Linked DNA regions of Mus musculus: all the other regions are linked to region 1. Evidence: chromatin contacts called from public Hi-C, HiCAR-type and promoter capture Hi-C data. All regions are on one chromosome and are shown on one strand. Each heading gives the region's core, a stretch centred on a gene start, on an enhancer-like site or on the middle of the called end of the contact. The rest is flanking DNA. Distances are from core to core; before and after follow the strand shown.

Region 1 (3,809 bases), core at 773-3,272:
AAGAAATGTCAAGATCACACCACCTCAAGTGTGACTGGCAGGAAGTAATAGTGTGATGGCACCCGTGTGCACAGCATTCATCTCTCATCCCATGTTACTTAGGACAGGAAAGGATAGATAAGCTTAAGAGATAGCTTCAGAGGAAAGAAAGTTAAACATAAAACTAGACTGTGATTGCAAATTGAAGGATCTGATTTAGGAGTATGTCTTGAGCAGAGACATACACTGTTATAGCGCTGTTAAAAAGTACAACCGTGTGCCTTCTGTTGGCAAGCCAAGCTTTCCTAAGTCTCAATAATGGCAAGTGAATGCATTTTTATTGAGCATGTACTGTGAGCTCTTGGTGAAGCTCAGTTCTAGTCCATGCATAACCTCAAAAGACATAAATGAACTGGGATAAAATAGTCACTTTCAAGAGAACGCAAAATCTAGGCTCTGGATTTCCTTCTTACAAGTAGAGAAAACAAGATTACCAAATTCATTAGCTGCACTGAAAACTGCGCCTAGTTTCCTGATTTCTTACTCTAACTACAGCTATGGATTTCAGGAAATAATAGGTTATATTTAAACTTGGGTAATTTCTCATCCGGCAGATTTTGGGTTCAATTAGGTATTATTTCAGGCAACAGTTGTCTCCAGGCTTCAACGTCCTCTTCTGTCAAATAAAAGCAATGAATTCTTAACTGATGAATCTAATTTGGTGACTTCCAGAGAAAAAGCTAAAACTATAACTTGACCCAGGAAATATGTGAACATCTCATTCTTATAATTGAAATCTTTATTGATTTTTTCAGGGTAAAAAATAATGGGTTTCATTACGAAATGCATGTACATCACTATGCTTTTCTCAAATTCATTTCTTTTCCTTTTCAGTATAAATATTTCCTCCTCCCCTTTCCTCTTGGCTTTCGTTTTACAGACTGATGGACGTTTCACTTTCAAAGGAGAGAAGAGATAACACTAGTTGTCAGCAATTGAGGTGGGGTATCCTGGAGATTAATAGTGAGAACCCACTCACTACCAGGTTTTGAGAGGCCTTTGGGCTGATTTGCTGGTCGGATTGATGCAGTCTCATCTTGGCAAAGGGACCGACTTCCTTCAAGAAAGGGCCGAGGTCCAGTCTACCTAGTTGTACTTTGGCCCCTACCCCTACTCCTCTCTCATAATTTCCCAGGCAGAGTTGGAAAGGTGGGAGCGGTGGAAGTAGAAGGCAGCAGGCAGGGAAAGTAAATTACAGTTCAGGCAACAGGAACAGTGCCTCCAAGGTCAGGCTGAGTGTCAACTAATTATGTAAAATCCTGCGGAAATAGAAGTCGGGGAGAAGCCCAGCCTACTCTTGTATTTAAGGAGATCTTTCCAGAGCCCCTTTCAACCCACAGCCCCATACCTTCACCCTTTGGCCAGATCTTTGTATTTTGCCCGCCTTCCTTGATTTCTCGTTCCAATTCCACCAGAATAACCCTGAAAACTTTTTTCTTCCTCTTGGTAAGTCAGTAGCAGAGGAGCTTTCCCATAATTTCAGACCAGTATCTTCTCGATGTCTCTGTCTAAGGCCCTGAGGCTAGGGCTGCTGGGCAGCTCTGGGGACCGGGGACGGGAAGGGGTGCCATACCCCGCAGCCTGGAGTTGGGACTCTGCTCTGGCTACCCTGGCAGGTGTCTGTTCTTGGGGCACGGTTTCCCAGGGCAGGGGTCCAGGAGGACGCCAGCTCCCGGAGCCCGAGAGTTCGCTGCGGGGACGCGCGGAAAGGGGGTGCGCTGGCAGCCGGTAGCTTCCTTCCGCAGGAGCTATTTTTAGCAGGGCTTCGCCCCCCCTTTTCCCGGAGCCGCCGGCGTGGTCGCCTCCAGCTCGTGGCCGTCGCTCTGCAGCTCGGCGCCGCCTCCCCCGCCGCGGATGGCTCTTGGTAGCTTCCACGCGGGCAGGTCCGGAAACTGAGCAAGTCTGCAAGCGCTCCGCGGCCCCGGCGGCGGCGACGGCGGTGGGGGCAGAGCTGGGCTGCGTCAGGCTGAGCGCAGTCCGCGCGCGGCCGCGGGAGCGCAGTGCCAGCGCCGCCCGGCCCCACCGAGAGGGGCGCACTCGCCGCTACGGGGCTCGCACCGCTCGCCGCAGCCCCCTCCCGCCGACCCGCAAGTAAGTTTGTGCGGCTGCTGGGCGCCGCCGGGGCGAGGGCTAGGCGCTGGGGGAGCTGGGGATGGCGAGCGGGAAGAGCGCCTGGACACCCGGAGAGCGGGCAGCCTTCTGCCTCCGGAGTCCCGCGCTTCTCCCAACCGCTGGGCAGGTAGAGAGCTCCTGCTTACAAGGATGCTCTAGCAAAAGCTATAATGAGCAGACCCCGGAGGGTAGGACTGGCTCAGGGTTCAGGTGTGGGTCACTCTGGAAGGAAGAAGGACCGCGGATGAGGGAGCGGACCCGGCAGGCCAGGAGCCGGCTAGTGCCCGATGGGGAAGGGAAGGTTTGGAGAGCAGGGACCTGCCTGGGAACAGCCAAAAAGGGAAAGTGGTGTCCCTAGGACTGACAGAGGGTCAGAGAGCAAAATAGAAGGGCGGTGTGTCCTGAACCAGGATGACAGAAGGGGAGATAGATGGAAAGTGGGGCGTGTGAAAAGCGGATTTGTAGGAGAGTAAAGGACGCCAGTGGAAGGGTCAGTGGGCGCCTGATGGGCGGGTGAACTTGGTTAATTCGGGGAATCAGAACAAGCTTAGGTAGATATGATGGAAAGAGGCAGATTTAATTCAAGCCTCCGGAGGGAGTGTGTGAGGCAACACGTTGTGAGAACCAGCGGGTTTAGAAAGTGGCCTGGAAGGGAGGGCTGGAAAGGTGATGAGGGATATGGGGGAATGTGAGCAGGGAGTGGGGTAGATTCATGCCTAGGATAGGGAGGAAGGGGAGTTGCAAACCTGTGCATAGGGTTGGAGGCTTCCGTGAGTCAAGTCCCATGGTAGAGGTTTAGAGGTACTTCTCTGAGGTTCCTCTTCCATCTCCTATCTGGTTTGGAGGCTCCTAGGATCCTGGACAGAGATGAAGCAGGGAGGAAGGTAGTCACTTAAGGGGAGCCACCAGTGCTTTCGCTTACCGGATTGTGTATCCGGGTTCCTTTTAAGCAATGTGGGGCTGGGTTTGTGCGTTACACAGAGGGGGAGTGGTGTGTGTTCTAGGCCAAGGGGATCCCTAGTCTCCTATGGGGAGGGGGAATTTGTGTTTTGGGCTGGTTAGTAAGGTAGAAGTCTGCAGCGTGCAACACGCAGCAGGGGGTGTACATGCATGCGCTTTGCAGGTGCGTGGTGCAGGCCAGGGGTCCTCCGAGCTGTGCAGTCTGTCTCCACGACTGGGAGATCAGGACTCTGGACGTGGTCCAGGACAGGATTAAGGGAAACGTGCTTCCGCTTCCAGTATGTCTTCTGCCTCCTTTTGCTGGTTACATTCTTTCTGGCCCAGTGATGGGTTTCCATAGCCTCCCTCTGGTTACCTTTTATTTGAAACCTGATGCTGTTTGTCTCCCCTGATTTCTGTGCTTAGAGGATGCATCTCAGGCAGGGTTGTTCCCATCTTTCTACTCAGGGAAGGAATCTGAGAAGTCCCTGATGTCACAGGGGCTCTGGAATCATGGGGCCTTCTCAAAGGACATGATGATCATAACATCTGTGGATTCCGTAAGCAGGTAGCTTCAAATGGACTGGGAGAGGCAGTGAGTAGGTTGGGAACAGTGACCATTACTTACCTGTGTTTTGAAGGGGGGTGGGGGGGCTTCCTCTCAGTTCCAGGCATGCAAATCAATGACTTACGAAGGGAAAGACCAGATTAGTTCAATA
Region 2 (3,809 bases), core at 800-3,299, 100 kb before region 1:
TGAACACAGAACAGCTTGATCTTTTTGTCTCTTGTTAAAGTGAAGCTTGTTTGTCACACAGGGTGATTTTGGGGCTGTAATTTGTTTAATGTCTCACATGTTCAATGTTTCTGTCCCTGCTTTTGAACTTTTTCCAACTGAACTTTGCATGGCATCTGGGTCTACAAGGTCAAAACGTGTCAGTTTTCAGTAGCATTTCCTAAAACTTGAGCTAAGCTAATTAAAAATCAGAGTTGTCTTTTGAGCTTTAACTAAATTTTGCATGTATTTTTGTAGCAACTTTATTTACATATTTAAAATTCAAAGAAAAGCTTGATAATATGTAGACTGTCTTTTCGTTTGTTTTAAAGATGTATTTATTATATGTGCAATGTTCTGCCTGCATGTATGTCTACAAGCCAGAAGAGGGCACCAGGTCTCATTACGCATCTGCTTATAAGCTACCATGTGGTGCTGGGAGTTGAACTCAGGACATTTGGAAGAGTAGCCAGTCCACTTGGCCTCTGAGCCATCTCTCCAACTGATAACATAGAGTCTGAATACAGACAAATAATATTTCAGAAATGAAGAGGTCAAAGCTAGCAACCTAATTCAACATCTGTATATTAAAAACAATGATCAAATAGCATTTACTCTATGTATTTAAAGTTCTTTGATTATTATACTAAGTTGTGATTAATGAAGAAACTTTGGAAAGCACAAAACTCAAGGTACGGGGAAATTGAATATGCTTGCTTTTTTTTTTTTTTTTTTTTTTTTTTTTTTTTTTTGGCATAACCAGGAAGGCAGTCTCTATATTGCAAATTTTATTTTTAACATTTTATTATAGTTTTTCTTAACCTTGCATTTTGTTTGTTGAAATGATTTAATATTTGGAAAAATGACAATGTATACACCAAAAGAATAAGAGGAAAAATTTAATCATTGTATAGGATTGTAATTTTCAACGCTACTTACTTAGTTTCTGTTCTCTTTCTGATAGCCAAGCTTTATGCATCACTTTGTCTAACTTTATATGTCACCATCTCAGGGAAAACATATTGCATATACCTTATCAGTGCCATTCAAAACACATGAGAGCAATACAGTTTCATATATGTGAAAGTATGTTTTCTTTTATAATATTTAGCTCACTCCTGTTTCAGACATACATTGCAATTGTCAGAAAGGAAGGGTTCACTGGGATTGAATTTTTGAAAAGGCTGCATCACACTTCATTCTTTAATTTTTAGACAATTTTGTTACCAAGTACACTGGGTATGTAAACTTGAAAAATTAGAGTTATCTGAAAGGTGGGAAGCTTAATTGAAAAAAAAATGACTCCTTAAAATGTAGTTGTATGTTGTATGGCATTTTTTAAATTAGTTATTGCTGTGGGAAGGTACAGCCCATTATGAGAGGTTCTGTCCCTGAGCTGGTGGTCCTGGTTCTATAAGAAAGCAGGCTGAACAATCCAAGGAGTGCAAGCCAGTAAGCAGCACCCCTCCATGGCCCCAGCTCCTGCCTCCAGGTTCCTGTCCTCTGTCCTGACTTCCTTCGATGATGAACAGCAATATGGAAGTGTAAGACAAATAAACCCCTAACGTGCTTTGGGGGAATGGTGTTTGCAAGGCAGCAATAGAAACCCTAATGAAGACACCGGGATTCCATCACCCTGGTTAAGTTGAAGAAGAAGGTCTTTACAGACACATTTTATGCATTGATCCTTTAATATCAAGAGATCATTGCTAAGGATTTAGACAGAACTTTAAAGAATGCATTGAATTTCTATCATTAGGGAGGTGGTCAGGCTGAGTTCCTAAAACAGAAATTTAGATTTCACAAAGCACAGAAGTTGGCTTTTCTTATGTACCTGCTAAGGTACATAGTAAGGAGGTATGGGAATGTCCTCCGACTGAAGACAGAAAAATGATTCACTGTGAATATTTGAAGCCTCGCCTGTCATTTTCATGAAATTTAGAATATTCTGTCTTTGTTGATGATACATATGTATATAATGTCTCAAGATTGACGCAGGATTTTCCCTGTACGATTACATTAGTGCAGAGGAGGCCTGTGATTGGACAGGGAAAGGGAGGCGGAGCTAAGAGTTGCAGGGACAGAGAGCATCTCAGGGTAGAAGGAGAAGAAAGATGGTGGCAGTCAGCAAGGTTAGAATATTGGGATAAACTTTTGCAAAATCAGTTGGCTCTGAAATTATTGTATTGGCATCTTGTAAATTGTGATTTTAATGATACATAAATCTGATTGGTTAACAAAGCTTTAAGAGTCTTGATTTTACTGGGTTACCAGGAATTGTGATATGCAGCCAAGAGGTTGGAGGTTCCATTTGGTTACTGGAATGTGGGATTGCCTACTACATGGGTTTATGGCTGAGGAAGAATTAGCGTGGTGCCAGGGACAAGTGAACAAGAGCTGGGGAGCACAGCAATTGAAGTGTGGGACCACTGGTTACAGGGGATTACAGCAGAGAGGGAACTAGTGGCTCCCGGGACAAGAGAGCCAGATGCTGCGGGGAATCGCTGGAGAGAGTGGCGGTTCACTTTTTAATATTTCCTGCAGCACAAGATTGCCTATTTTAATGTTCATTGGTTTTTTTTCACCTCAGTTTGTAAAATGAGTTTGACAGACTAGAACTATTAGCTTTTCATGTGAAACATGCATAATGTTTTAAATTTGGGGCATTTAAATATCCGCAGTTTATTTTGTACCTTAAGAATATTTCAAATTTTAGTTAATTAAATAGTTTAACTTCTCTTTTATCTTTATTTTCTCGGTCTTAGTTTAAATGTAATTGGTTATTTAAGATACTTAACATTTTTAATCATATTGAATTAATGTTAATTTATCTGTATGATTTAAGTGATAATTTTTATTTATTCTACAAGTAGTCAGCTCATTCATCATAGGTTAATAGTTTATTTTTTTATCCATTGCATTGACTACATCTGAAGTAGAATTTTGTATATGAATTAGTTCTATTCTGGATAGTTTCATGTTTCTATGATTTGCATATTATATAACAATTTTGTGTTGACATGGTTGCAACTGCACTATTTTTAGTAATTCTACATTTGATAAGAAAAGAAATTCATATTGTTCTGGTGCTTCATTTATTTGACTATAGTTCAGAGTTGAATTTTTAATCTTATTCTGTCCAGGTTTCTCAACCCTTATCAAAATTTTCAGGTATTATTTAGTGAGATACGAATTATGAACTACTGAGATTATAAGTAAAATTACTCTCTTAAGGAAAGCCCTACAGTTTATATTTCATCTTACCATGCTAAGAACTTCTAGGCCCACAAGTCTTTCGTCCTAATGAATTATTAATAATCAGCTGGGTTTGGATTTTTGAGGGACTGACTACTTTTTCCTAGTCAACTGTTGACAGTTGTTCTGCCTTGAATTCATTTGTGAATAAGATATCCACTATCAATTCCCCCCCCCCCCCCCCGTCTCCTCTGTAGACTATCTATCCATTGAATAGATGCTTACCAGCTTGGAGGTCTTTTCAGAATATGCTTAGGCAGTCGTACATTGGGTACAGGGAAGAGCCCATAAGTACTGTCTGGAGCTTACTTGTCAAATGGTAAGTTGAATCTTCTTCAGATAAAATAATACTTATGGACATACATTTTCATATGTGTTTAAATCTTCTCTTATGGTCTTTATTTTGAATTTTTCAATTATTTAGGATCCATTTATTAACTCCTTCGTATTTTCAATAATAAGTATTCAGTATTTACTTCCCTCCTTTCTTTGACATATTTCTTCAATTTGGTCTTAAGGGTTTTAAATCAAATTTA
Region 3 (3,809 bases), core at 645-3,144, 100 kb after region 1:
TGCTTATGGCACCTAAAGGCAGGATTTGGGATTTGTTAGCATCCTTACTTAGCAAGACAAAAGTTGGAAACAGTCTTGACCTTCACCTCTCCCCTACCTAGATGTTCACTATGCTTGTGCATGTCTTTCACTTAGAACATAAAGTCAAAAGGTTGGGGATCTTGGTTGTACTGGGAATTAGTGCAAATTGTCCCCATTCCAATTCACCCTCCCAGAGGTGAAGGTCAAAGTAATGATGTTAGTGCTTTGTGATTCTGATCACAGAAGACATGTCTCATGGGTATGGGCAGGGGCTTGCTAGAGACAGTGCATTGAAAAAAATCTTCGACAGAACTTAGTTGGGTAAAATGATTGTATAAGACCAGACACATCCAGCCTACTTGAGTCCTATTTTATTTGTCATGTGTCTGAAACTGCCTATAGAAGAAGGGACTTATACTTGGGGTTTTTTGTACCTTTTCATTTGATGTCTAGAGTCTCTAGACAATTATAGCTGCTTCTTTCCTGTTCTTGCATTGTAGTCATAAGTAACATTTATGAATTGTTTTTTTTTATTTCAAGTAATTACATTTTCTTGACTGGAGAGCATTAATGTTCTTCTAATAGTAGTTTACACAGATTCACCATTTAGAGTCAAAATTAATTTGTAGCATCATACTGTTCAATTTGTCAATGATATTTCTATGCATTAAGGAATATCATTTTTCAAACCAGGTTTGAAGCATTGAATGTGGCTTAATTTTCCAGAATTTGGAGAGTAAAATGCTGACATTGATCCTTAGGCTGCATAAATTTTGCTTGGTGAGTTGAGACTTTGATCTTTCCTTTAGTTGAGTGTCTTTCCTTTAGACTTTAGATGAAATGTACGACTTAGCTACCATGGTGCTGATGGTAGCTCAGATGTTGCTCAGAGAAATAATAATCTCTACTGGGCCTTGATTTCCTACCAGCAGTACCCACCAGGACTCTCTGTGTTTGCTGTGAGCTGAAAGCTAAAATCCTGACATACATATCTTTTGATTGGCAGATTCCATGGGCATCACTGTTCTAGATGAGTTCTCAGCCTTACGCCTTCTTCCTTGGTAGACCCTTGCTCTAATCAAAAGTCAGTTCTGCAGTATAGACTTTGAAAATTAGATTAAATTAACTTCCCTATGGTTTTAGGTTACTGATATAAAGTGCTTTCATGAATTTGACAAAAGAAACTCAAATTCAAATTAAGTAATTTGAATCCCTGAGTGGTTTTTCATTTAGACATTTTCCCCCCGAGATTTTTTTTAGTATCTTAAAATTATATCCAGAAACAGAATTTGTATAGAATCAGGCTCATAGACGTGATGATGCTCTTTTCCAAACCATGATGCGCCTTTTAATGATTTTATTCAAAGCTAGTTATACACGCAAAGCCACTGTAATGATGTTACTATGTAAAGTTTAAAATGCATCATTTTATTCAATTGCTTTGCAAAAACTTTCATTATATTTGTTCCTTCAAGGTGCTCATGTCATGAATAGTAGAAAGTAATTTGGAAGGAAGAATTTTCTTGACATACTTCTGTATGTTCCCTAATCTAGTTATTAAAAACTTGAAGAAAAAGCAGGCATCGGGGATGTTCACTATATTTGACAAGTTATGAATGTTATCAATTGAAGTCAAGCCTTGAGCAATAGCTACTACCAACACACATGTGAGGAGAGATATGATACTTACTTTCTCATTTAAAATATACTAGAAACCAGATCACTTTAAGACAGATGGGGTCATCCTATTTAATCCTGGCAAACAAGTTCAGCAGGTGTTTTGCCTTACAAATGGCCAGAGCCCTGAGTCTGGTTCCCAGGCAGCAACTGGAACACAGCATGAATACATAGCATGCGTTGAAGATTCTTGGCATGAAAACACACCTAGCAGAAGGTGAGGTGATTTGGCTGCTAGAAGCTTGGTCTGTGTGCTGTATCAAGCATTTTACACTGCTCACAAAGGGAGTTTGTGGATATGTTTCCCCAGGGTGAGCTAAAGCCGTAGATTATCTGAGATGGTCAAGAAAATAAGACAAGGATGTCCATAAATTATGGCTTGAGGTTGAAGAGGCAATCCCCCAACGTTGTGGAACATCTTGGAGATGTTTCCAATGCTCATGTGTGACGTTAGTGACCAAGTCATTGACTTGTCCTCTTCCAGAACTGGAAAATAAAGGTTATAGTAGGCTCATGTTGCCAGTTTTTCTTTTCAGTGATGTCCTTTCTGTCTTTTTGTTGTTAGTTTTTCTCACTGACCACTTACAGGAAAACATAAAATTGAAGGGAACTAATTAGTTTTGCTTTTATTCATTAGACACAATAATACTAATAAATCACTTCATAAAGACATGCTTTGAAAAAAAACCACGACGATGGTAACTCAGTCATTTCTGAAAAGCCTTCCTTTGAACCTTGATCCCCATTAGTTATATTTTCTGAGCTTTTCTCATGATCATGTGTTCTCCCCTGCTCTAGTTCCATAACTGTAACTCCTATTACTTCTTTTTACTATTACTTACAGTTGTATATGCTATGTCCAAAGAAGTGAGTTCCAAATTACTTTGTATAGAACACGAGTTTGGTGGAATATATTACAAAGAAAGGGGAATTACTACCACAAATTTGAGAAGCAGTCGTTTAAACAATGCATTGACTAACTTTAGTACTTAAAGCATTTTTAGTGGAACAATTCATGTGCAAAACATTTATCAAGTGCCTACTATGCATATATTAATCTCAAGTGTAAATATTTGGGAGAGAGTTATAGTAATCTGGCTTCTAAATTATATTGTTTTTTTCTTTTCTGTTTTAATGATGTTAATTCCATAGCTAAATCATTAGACCAAATCTGTCTATTTCACATTTCTCACTTTGTATCTCTTTTGTTTCCTTCTCAGTTATATTCTTTTAGGTATCCTTACTCTTCCCACAAATGTCCTTATCTTGTTTATTCTTACAAAATATCGCAATAGGGGAACCCAAACATGGGCTGACTGCTATATTCACTTTTTGGTTCATGCCTCCCTTCAGTTATAGCGTCTGCTACTGAATCCTCAGCTAGGAATCCACAATAAGCCCATATCTATATAAAGAATTCTTTTTAGAATTTTTGTTAGAGCTGAGCATACTTCTATCATGTAGAGATTTTCTTATAAAATAGTCAATCAGAATTGAAAGAAAATATATACACTCAAGCTGTGTTAAATAAAAGTTATTACAGGAGAAAGCTAGAAAACACAAAGGCATTTTGCCCACACAGTGAAGATCTTAGGATTTTGGAAACCACAGCACAGACCTGTCAGGGTCTCTGTACTCTGAGCTGCATCACTGGGATGCCCAGAACAGCATGTAGTTCAAGACCTGGATGGTAGGTAGGATGTGAAAATGCACCAGGGGTTCTAATATCATTGCCCACCTCTACAATGAAAGAGCTATTCTTTATTGGTATTTTCTATTTCTCTGGTATCATTCTAATTCACCAACACCCCACTTATTTGTGAACTTCCAACTCTCCTTTTACAGTAGCCTAAATCTTGTATCTTTCAAACAAGAGTTAGTATACACCATAGACTACTCATTCTGTCTTATACAATAGTTTCCTTCCTATCAAGTAGTTACTTAGAAAAATCTAAGGTGCCGTAAGGATCATGGGACAGGCTTGGGTTCTTATTACAACTGTATTCAAACCAACCAGGCCAGATTGTCTATAAATACGTCTGTGAGAAAACTAAGTAGACTAGAAAACACCCATGAGAAGTTCTAGGAAGTTAGTCTTTGGGTAGCTGAAT
Region 4 (3,809 bases), core at 831-3,330, 72 kb after region 1:
GGACAATCTCCCTAGGCTCACACCTATTAACAAGTAAAATTAACATACAACTAAACATTCTAGAGTGTAAGAAGAAATAGTAAGTAGTATATACTCTCACTTCTCTAGAGGAACTTCAGTATAGCAGGAAACAATAACTTCAGAAATATATGTATGCTTACTACACATACCCACCCACACACATACATACACACACATACAAACACACACATACACATATATGCACAAATACACACACATATATGTACATATACAAACACACATACACATATACACTTATATACTCATATGTACACACACAAACACACACATAGACATGTGTACATATTTACATACACACAAAAAAAATCCATACACATACACACACAAGAACTCCTTTTTTTTTTTCCTTAAAGGAAGCTCTTTTGCTTTTCCACTGTAAAGTTTGCCTTGGGAGAACTGTAAGTGAGAGGTTCTGGGACAAGTCAGTTCTTTGGCAGACTCAGTGATCAATCAGAGATGTAAGCTGATTTTGATCATTACAATAATGGCCTAAAGGAAAAAAATGCATTTGTTTAAGCAAAAGAGTTATGTACAAGTGTATCTCTTATAGTCTTCATCTGTGGGAAATGCCTCCTGTAGAACTATCATATCCCTGAGAAGCTGGCATTCTCTGAATTCTTTCTTCCTTCCTGTGGGGCTGCCCAGTTGATATGACCATTTCTTCTGTCAAAGCAAGGTTTATTTCTTTTCTCTTTTCTATGCTTTAAAGGCTTCCTTTAGATTATAATAAAATCACAACACTCTCCCCTTCTTCCTCTCTCCACACCCTTCATATACCCGACCGAGACCCAGTCTCCTTCAAATTCCATGGCCTGTTTTTATTGTTATCCCATGCATATTTGTACATACATATACATTCTTAAATATAATCTGTTCTGTTCATATAATGTTACTTCTGTGTATGATTTCAAAACTGACCATGTGGCACTGAGCAAGTTTTTCTTTGAACAAGGTTCTTTCTCTCTACCTGTCCGCCTGTCCGCCTGTCTGCCTGTCTGCCTATCTGTCTGCCTGTCTGTCTGTCTGCCTGTCTCTCTGTCTGCCTGTCTCTCTGTCTTGCTTTTCTGAATCTGAATCTTTTCTGTAGATAACCTTTGCTGAAAACAAAGAAATATCAATAATTTCAAAGAATTAGTTAGACTCATAAAATAAATGAATCAACAAATATTGGATTTCTTTTACTTTTGTATATATCCTAAAATATCTACAAGTAATTATATTCTACATAAGTATTACTGCACTTTCTTTGTTATCCTTATTTTCATTTTAGGAAATGATATTCCCTATCCCCATAGCCATAAACCGTCAGGCTGCAAATATCTTAGACAGATTACAATAGCTTCTGTAGTTAAATAGTATAGTATTTGTTAGACCGGTGCTCCTCCTTCCCAGAGAGGGAAACCCTAATATGAAGGAAAATTGAGAAGTATAATATGTACAATATGTCACGAGGCTAAAACTTCTCAGTTTTAAATTATTGATACTTAAGCTGGACTTTATAAATTTTTTAGTCACGGAGAGAGGGAGATTCCTGGAAGCTGGAACACAGTGTCTTTCTGTCTGTTATGAACCATATGGGCGTGGAGTTGATTAGTTTATTCAGAGCGAAGCCAGGCTTGTGCTGAAGGGACTTACGAGGCCGGAGGGGTGGAGGCATTTTCAGATGAAGGCTGGCCAATCAATCTGGGTTGTGTGGTGCCAGACCTTGAAGCAATCTTTGGGCTTGGGGTTGGGAATCCATTTGTTAATAGCCCGCATTACATTCCTAAACACATTGTTTACTGGAAGTTTTCCTCTGTCCTCCAAAGATAATTCTGAATGTTGAAATGCATATGTTCTGAGAGTACAGAAAGATTCATTTAATGTGTCTACGTATTTTTTTTCCTACTTGAAAACTATTTTTTTTTAAAAATTCAATCTGCTGCTTTGTTTCTTTCTGTTTTTAATTAAGCTGATTTTTGGCAGTCTTTTTGACTGGCTCATCCACATGGGATTGACTCTTTAGTGACTCATCAAAGTGTATTGTAAAATCTGAAAGCACTGGCTGGCTTAGACAGATTGTACTCTGAAATGCTTGATATTTTAGCGCTGCTCTTGAGCCTGGTAACACGCACCTGGAAGACGTGCATTTGGAGCAGAGGATTAGTTTGATTTCTGACTTGTTCCAAAGTGCAGAATGCGGTAGCCAGCCTTCTGTGGAAGGTGGAGATCATGTCACTGTGAGTGGCATTTACTGAGAGTGGAGAGGATCCATAGGATAGACAGAGGTGAAGAAGATCCAGAGCATGCTATTTAAAGGATGGGCTGCCATGGGGGCTTCTAAATAGGGAATTTGAATGTGTCTGCATCTTGTTGAAATTATTTTTGAATATTATTTGTAGTGTTAAAGGCCAAGTTTGCACAGCAAATATAATGAATTCCAGCTGATGATACCTTTGAAGCGTGCAGCAGAAAACACTGGTGCTAGGGTTCTCATTAGACAACAGTGATCCCCACTAAGTGCTAAGGGTTGTTACATTTGGATAAACAGATTGTTAGAGAAATTCCATTTTACTTTTAGTGTGGATTCGTTTAAAGAATTTTATAAACGGTTCATGGTTAATGAACATGAAGAAAAAATTGGCTAAGTCTAAAAATCATGCAGCCTTGACCTTGTGCATGATAGAAGATGTCACTGCTTTCATGATATACACGGTGGAAGAGAAAACAAAACAAAATAAAACAAAACAAAACAAAAAAACAAGAGCAAAATCCAGCCACTCTTAGTGAGTAGGTAGGGAACTTCCCACTAGGTTGAACTTAGAAGCAAATGCACGTGGGAAAAGGTGATTGATTCATCACTGGAGCAAAGGTCAAGTTAGAAATGTTCATCTCCACGGAGGAAAATCCACAAGGATGGAGCAGGTTCTGTCCAAAGGCAGTGAGTTCCTTGGTGGAATCCTGGCAGATAGGTTGGAGATGGGAATATTGAGTAGGATCAGGAAACACCCATGGGTGCTGGAAAGGGAAAGCGTAGGTCTATAGCAGTCCTTTGTTGCCTTTGTTCTGGGAGCAAAGGAGAGCAACAGCATCAATTTATGTCATAGCTGAGGCAAGAAGAGACTGCGGAGTCAGGGTCTCAGAAAGGAAAGAACCAAGATGTGGAACTGAAAGATGTAGGCAGTAGAGAAACAAGGTCAGAGTATATGGGTTCAATGGGCAGCTAAAATGCTGTCTTTGTAGTTTATACAAACATAAGATGAAGTTGTCTCAAAAATTTAGCAGTATATTACACAACCAATTATCTAGAAAAGGAAAAAAATAGCAAACGGGTTTTGGCGTGATCTCTGATTCCACTAATAATGCATTGTAAAATTACTCCAAGGTCATTGCCAATTATTTCTTTGAATATGACAAAGACTTTCTAAGTTTGGAGGTGGGAGCTATTTCTGAAGAGCACACTTCAGACGCCTATCTATACAACGGGGTCTCAGGAATAAATGCTTTAGACCAGTTATTGACATATCCAATTGAATACTAATAATGTCCATAAAATGACTTCAGTAGAGCCATGATGACAGCTGCTCTGTAGAGAGAAGACACATGAAGCTTTGCATTAGTTTGTCTCCAAGGTTACCATCTGTGCTGATCTGAAGTTTCAATGTGGGAATTTTTCAACCTGTGCCAAGATGGTAGTTTCAGGGTAGATATCAGTAGGTATAAAAACAGCTTAGAAGTTTCTTGAACATTTGTAGAGATTATATCTATGCTGACCTTAATGGATCAGG
Region 5 (3,809 bases), core at 546-3,045, 73 kb before region 1:
CTACATGTCAGTTATCCCAAGACCAAAATAATTACCCCAATGACAGATGTATAAAAGAGTCAGATTGTGTCATTTCCCCCTAGAGGGACTATTTACTAGGAGCATAATAATAGTATTTAGCAGTGAGCAAGCACCTATCAATGCTAGGCATATCCACATATGGCAGCTCACTCACCCTACTACCAATTCACTAAGTGAGCTTATCTTCAGCAAACAGATAATCAAACTAGATATTAGAAAGGGCACAAAACTTAGAATGATCACTCAACTAGTAAACATCAGCGCAGGAATTTAATCCAGTGGCTCCCAAACCTAAGTCTGAAACTTGCTTTTTGCTGCCATGTTCCATAGACTGTCAATCAGTCAAACCAGAAGGGAGATAGCATTTCATAACTACCTGTCTCTGTCAGAGTTCTGATATTAATCTCTCCTTAATTTCCCTATCTTTAAGCTTTTTATATTCATAAATTATTTGCCACTTAATGGAATTGTCTTTAAAATTTATGATATTGTGCTTCAGGATAAACATGGCTATAAACTACTGTACAATTGCTTTTAGCTTACAAAAAGTCAGAATATGTCTAATGGGAATTAGCAATGAATCATCAGAAGATTCTGTGTTATTTTGTTGAGAGGTTTATAGTGCATTGAAAATGCATATATTGCCCACAGGAAATTATCTAAAGTCTCTAAAAGAAGACGATGTGATTAGTAGGTTGAGTATCTGATAGAGATTGGTCCTTTTGAAATCAATCAAACCATATAGATCATTTATGATCTAATGACAGCTATTGACTGTTACTGACAAAGAAGAGCTTTGCTAAGAATATCTTGTTATTTGTATTGAATCATTTTACTGTCATGGATTAATTATACTAAATTATTTGGTTATAAAACTAAAAATAACACGTATCATATAATTTAGTTATGTTCACCATTGCTAGATAAAACCAAGAGGAAATGCACCTTTGGTAAGAGTAGGACCACTTGCCATACACATACTTGTATTTAAGAGTCAAGTGTAGCAATTCCAATTTGCTTGTACCTTAATCAACAAAACTAATCTTTACCTTATTATATTCATGGAATAACAAAGCATTTTATTGTTCATATTTTTAATTTGATCTTAAGCAATAACTGTGTTTACTTTGCCTTACATTCTCTCCTTTATATTTTGGCACCTATTAAACTTTATTCTTTAATTGCTTTCACACAATGTAGCAGCTTTTCTTATGGCATTTCCATGCATCCTTGTTTTGAGTTGACCCTTCCCTGCTTTTTCTATCTCCCTGTTCTTATCCTTGTTGGAACCCTTCCACTCCCAGCAGTTACCTCCCACTTCCGTACTTTGCTTTCCATCTCCTTTAAAGTTCCCTTTCTCCTCTCTCATGTGCCTATCCTATAAATTGTTGCCTGGCATCTCTCTCGTAGATACGTGTATATATAGAAGCTAGATGCTAAGATCTGCATATAAGAGAGAGCATGGCATGTGTTTGTATGCTATGCCTGAGTTACGTCACTATATTCAATATTTTCCGGTTGCATCCATTTTCTTGTGCATTGCATAATTTCCTTGTGTGTGTGTGAGTGTGTGTGTGTGAGTGTGTGTGTGTGTGTGTGTGTGTGTGTGTGTGTGCGTGTGTGTATACATTTTCATTACCCATTCACCTCTAGGTAGATGTTTAAGCTGATTCCATCTTCTTGCTGTGTCAAGTGTCTCTGTACTAAGATGTAGTCTTTTGGGCGCATGTGCAAGAGTGGTATAGCTGCCTGAGAAGCTCTGCACTGACTGCCCTGGCTGCTGCATCATTCTGCACTCCCAGCAACAGTGAATAAGTAATCCCATTTCCTCACATCCTCCACAGCATGTGCTGTCATTTGTGATGATAGCCATTCTGACAGAGGTGAGAGAGAATCTTAAAGTAGCTTTAATTTGCATCCCCCTGATAGCTAGGCATGTTTAACACTTTCTAAAATGTCTTAGTCAGTTGTCTTTCTGCTTTTGAGAATTCTCTGTTTTTATAAATTTTCATACCAGTTAGAAACAGACCAGACACACTCAATGGGGATTCTAAAAGAGATCATATCACATCTAACTTATTTTTCACTGTATCTCTATAGTTGAACACAAGCATAAAACATGACATGAATAACATAGTAATCGATATCTGAAGACATGTGGTTTTTAAACAAGTGCATGGTTGTAATAATACTTGTCCTAGTTTCTCAGGCTTAGGTGACACTATTGTACTTCCAACTAATCTCCTACCCTCATTATGTGTTTCTTCCATGCCACTGAGGTGAGAATGGATGGAAGGTGAAAAATATAAAAAGTAAATTAAATCAAGTAAAGTGGTAGGAAGTGTTGCCTAGAAACCGTGTTGTGGGGAGGGAGGAAAATGAAGATTGTGTCCTATTGAAGCATCAAGTCAAAAAAGCCAATTCTAGAACAAAGGGTAGAAGATTCAGAATAGCAGGAAACAGGGGAACATCTAAATGGCTAATAGTGGACTGGGGGCTCAAATATGTGTTTGCAAAGTTATATAGCGGTGACACTTCGAGAGGAGACTAAAAAAGAAACATCCTGGAGACCAGAGAGATGGCAAAATGATTTACTAACCAGAGTGAATGAATTGTACCATTACAGAACTAGAGATTCTTTGATACCTTCAGGTTGACTCTAGAGCACTGAGCATTCCAGTTAGTATGCAGAAGTGCTATGTTGCAAAATTATTCAGCAGATTTCATGAGCAATGGAGATGTGTAGTTTCTCTGTTTGTAAGAGAATTCTTGCTCTAAGGGAATGAGATGGAAAAATAACTCAACAAGGTCAATAAGAAGGAACTTAAAATGATACAGAGTCAATAAAGTTCGCCATGGATTCTGTTGAGATGTGGTTACTCACGCAGTTGGATGTGTTGCTCACCGAGTCTTAGATGAAGACTCAAAGTGCTAAGTGTACAGCTATAGGCACTAAACACACATTTTCAAAGTTGAGAATATTTAAATGTCAAGGAGTTTGGCACTGGGACATCTGGAGCTGACACTGTTAGCCGTGAATCTACATCCTGGTTGTAAGACATTAACCACTGTTTACAACTCAGTGACTCATTTATCCTTTTCAGCACTGGTAGGAATTAATCATCATGCATACTGCCCAGAGAGTTTAGAAACAAATGAGCGGTCTCCATCTTATCTTGTACATGTGATCAGATCTTAATTACTACCAAGGACAGTGACATAAAACTGTTAATCCCCACAGTCAGCACCTTAGAGGCTGAAGGACTGCTATCCTGTCAGTACTGCAGGAAGTATGACAGGAGGGATGATAAAGGGATAGGAATGGAGGGGAAAGGAGAGATTACATAAATAAATAGATAGATAATTAAATTAGTTAACTAATTAGATTTTAACAACACCCAAATCAACATTAAATGGTGATCACATAATAATTAAAATAAATACTCAGATTCTACTCTGTTCTATTCGGCCAAACCTGTCTTTATCCCAAAGTCTGGTTGTTATTAGTTGTACCTAATATTATTCATTAACCTCTTTTATATTATTTATTTTATATTACTTTATGTACTTCCCTTATAGAACAATCAATATGTCAAATACCTTATAGTACCTTGTCTGAGATTCTTTTTTGTAAAAATGTCTCCAGTGAATTTTAGCAGATAGCTGTCAAGCTGATGTTGCAAATTCTGTCTAAAAATGGACCTTTCAGAGCCATCACAGTGCCTCAGTGAGTGCAACAACCTGCTGTCTCCAGCAAGAAATGTCAAGGAAAGGAGTCAGGGCCAGAT

Evidence for each region. Promoter capture Hi-C pulls out the DNA fragments that hold promoters and counts their contacts. A called contact is a pair of places that touch in the nucleus more often than the background predicts. HiCAR-type assays count read pairs that join an accessible place to other places.
Region 2: a contact with region 1 is called in a HiCAR-type map of embryonic stem cells, with 5 times the contacts expected there. The contact joins the enhancer-like site here to the promoter of Oxr1 in region 1. A contact is called at or near these places in 9 of 39 promoter capture datasets (the 3T3-L1 cell line, 3T3-L1-derived adipocytes, embryonic stem cells and 1 more), 14 of 484 Hi-C or Micro-C datasets (the BV-2 cell line, the N1E-115 cell line, cerebellar granule neurons and 5 more), 9 of 115 datasets of contacts at active chromatin or transcription factors (PVALB interneurons, embryonic stem cells and stem cell-derived neural progenitor cells) and 5 of 9 other capture datasets (adipose tissue, embryonic stem cells, liver and 2 more).
Region 3: a Hi-C map of cerebellar granule neurons shows a contact between it and region 1, with 1.7 times the contacts expected there. The contact joins the enhancer-like site here to the promoter of Oxr1 in region 1. A contact is called at or near these places in 1 of 39 promoter capture datasets (macrophages), 5 of 484 Hi-C or Micro-C datasets (cerebellar granule neurons, cerebellum and cortical neurons), 1 of 115 datasets of contacts at active chromatin or transcription factors (stem cell-derived neural progenitor cells) and 2 of 9 other capture datasets (adipose tissue and pancreatic islet).
Region 4: a contact with region 1 is called in a promoter capture Hi-C map of hippocampal neurons, with 2.2 times the contacts expected there. The contact joins the enhancer-like site here to the promoter of Oxr1 in region 1. A contact is called at or near these places in 1 of 39 promoter capture datasets (hippocampal neurons), 2 of 484 Hi-C or Micro-C datasets (the N1E-115 cell line and cortical neurons), 2 of 115 datasets of contacts at active chromatin or transcription factors (embryonic stem cells and stem cell-derived neural progenitor cells) and 2 of 9 other capture datasets (adipose tissue and pancreatic islet).
Region 5: a Hi-C map of cortical neurons shows a contact between it and region 1, with 2.0 times the contacts expected there. The contact joins the enhancer-like site here to the promoter of Oxr1 in region 1. A contact is called at or near these places in 1 of 39 promoter capture datasets (macrophages), 5 of 484 Hi-C or Micro-C datasets (the N1E-115 cell line, cerebral cortex, cortical neurons and 2 more) and 2 of 115 datasets of contacts at active chromatin or transcription factors (both in embryonic stem cells).

Annotation. Positions count from the first base shown.
Region 1 is chr15:41,445,460-41,449,268 of GRCm38.p6, forward strand. Oxr1 (oxidation resistance 1) reads left to right here and starts at 2,023. Exons shown (of 17, transcript NM_001130166.1): 1 at 2,023-2,130.
Region 2 is chr15:41,345,337-41,349,145 of GRCm38.p6, forward strand. No RefSeq gene overlaps it. Among named protein-coding and RNA genes, the nearest start is that of Gm41312, 30 kb to the left of the region's middle. Within about 2 kb of position 2,050, at least 3 of the 459 cell types and tissues checked have an H3K27ac peak or open chromatin away from gene starts, as enhancers often do. A contact at or near this core is called in embryonic stem cells, where this site is marked.
Region 3 is chr15:41,547,642-41,551,450 of GRCm38.p6, forward strand. All of the region lies in intron 2 of Oxr1 (oxidation resistance 1), which reads left to right. Among named protein-coding and RNA genes, the nearest start is that of Oxr1, 100 kb to the left of the region's middle. Within about 2 kb of position 1,895, at least 2 of the 459 cell types and tissues checked have an H3K27ac peak or open chromatin away from gene starts, as enhancers often do. A contact at or near this core is called in cerebellar granule neurons and cerebellum, where this site is marked.
Region 4 is chr15:41,517,006-41,520,814 of GRCm38.p6, forward strand. The region is part of intron 1 of Oxr1 (oxidation resistance 1); the gene reads left to right. Among named protein-coding and RNA genes, the nearest start is that of Oxr1, 71 kb to the left of the region's middle. Within about 2 kb of position 2,081, at least 35 of the 459 cell types and tissues checked have an H3K27ac peak or open chromatin away from gene starts, as enhancers often do. A contact at or near this core is called in the N1E-115 cell line, cortical neurons and hippocampal neurons, where this site is marked.
Region 5 is chr15:41,373,021-41,376,829 of GRCm38.p6, forward strand. No RefSeq gene overlaps it. Among named protein-coding and RNA genes, the nearest start is that of Gm41312, 57 kb to the left of the region's middle. Within about 2 kb of position 1,796, at least 7 of the 459 cell types and tissues checked have an H3K27ac peak or open chromatin away from gene starts, as enhancers often do. A contact at or near this core is called in cortical neurons, where this site is marked.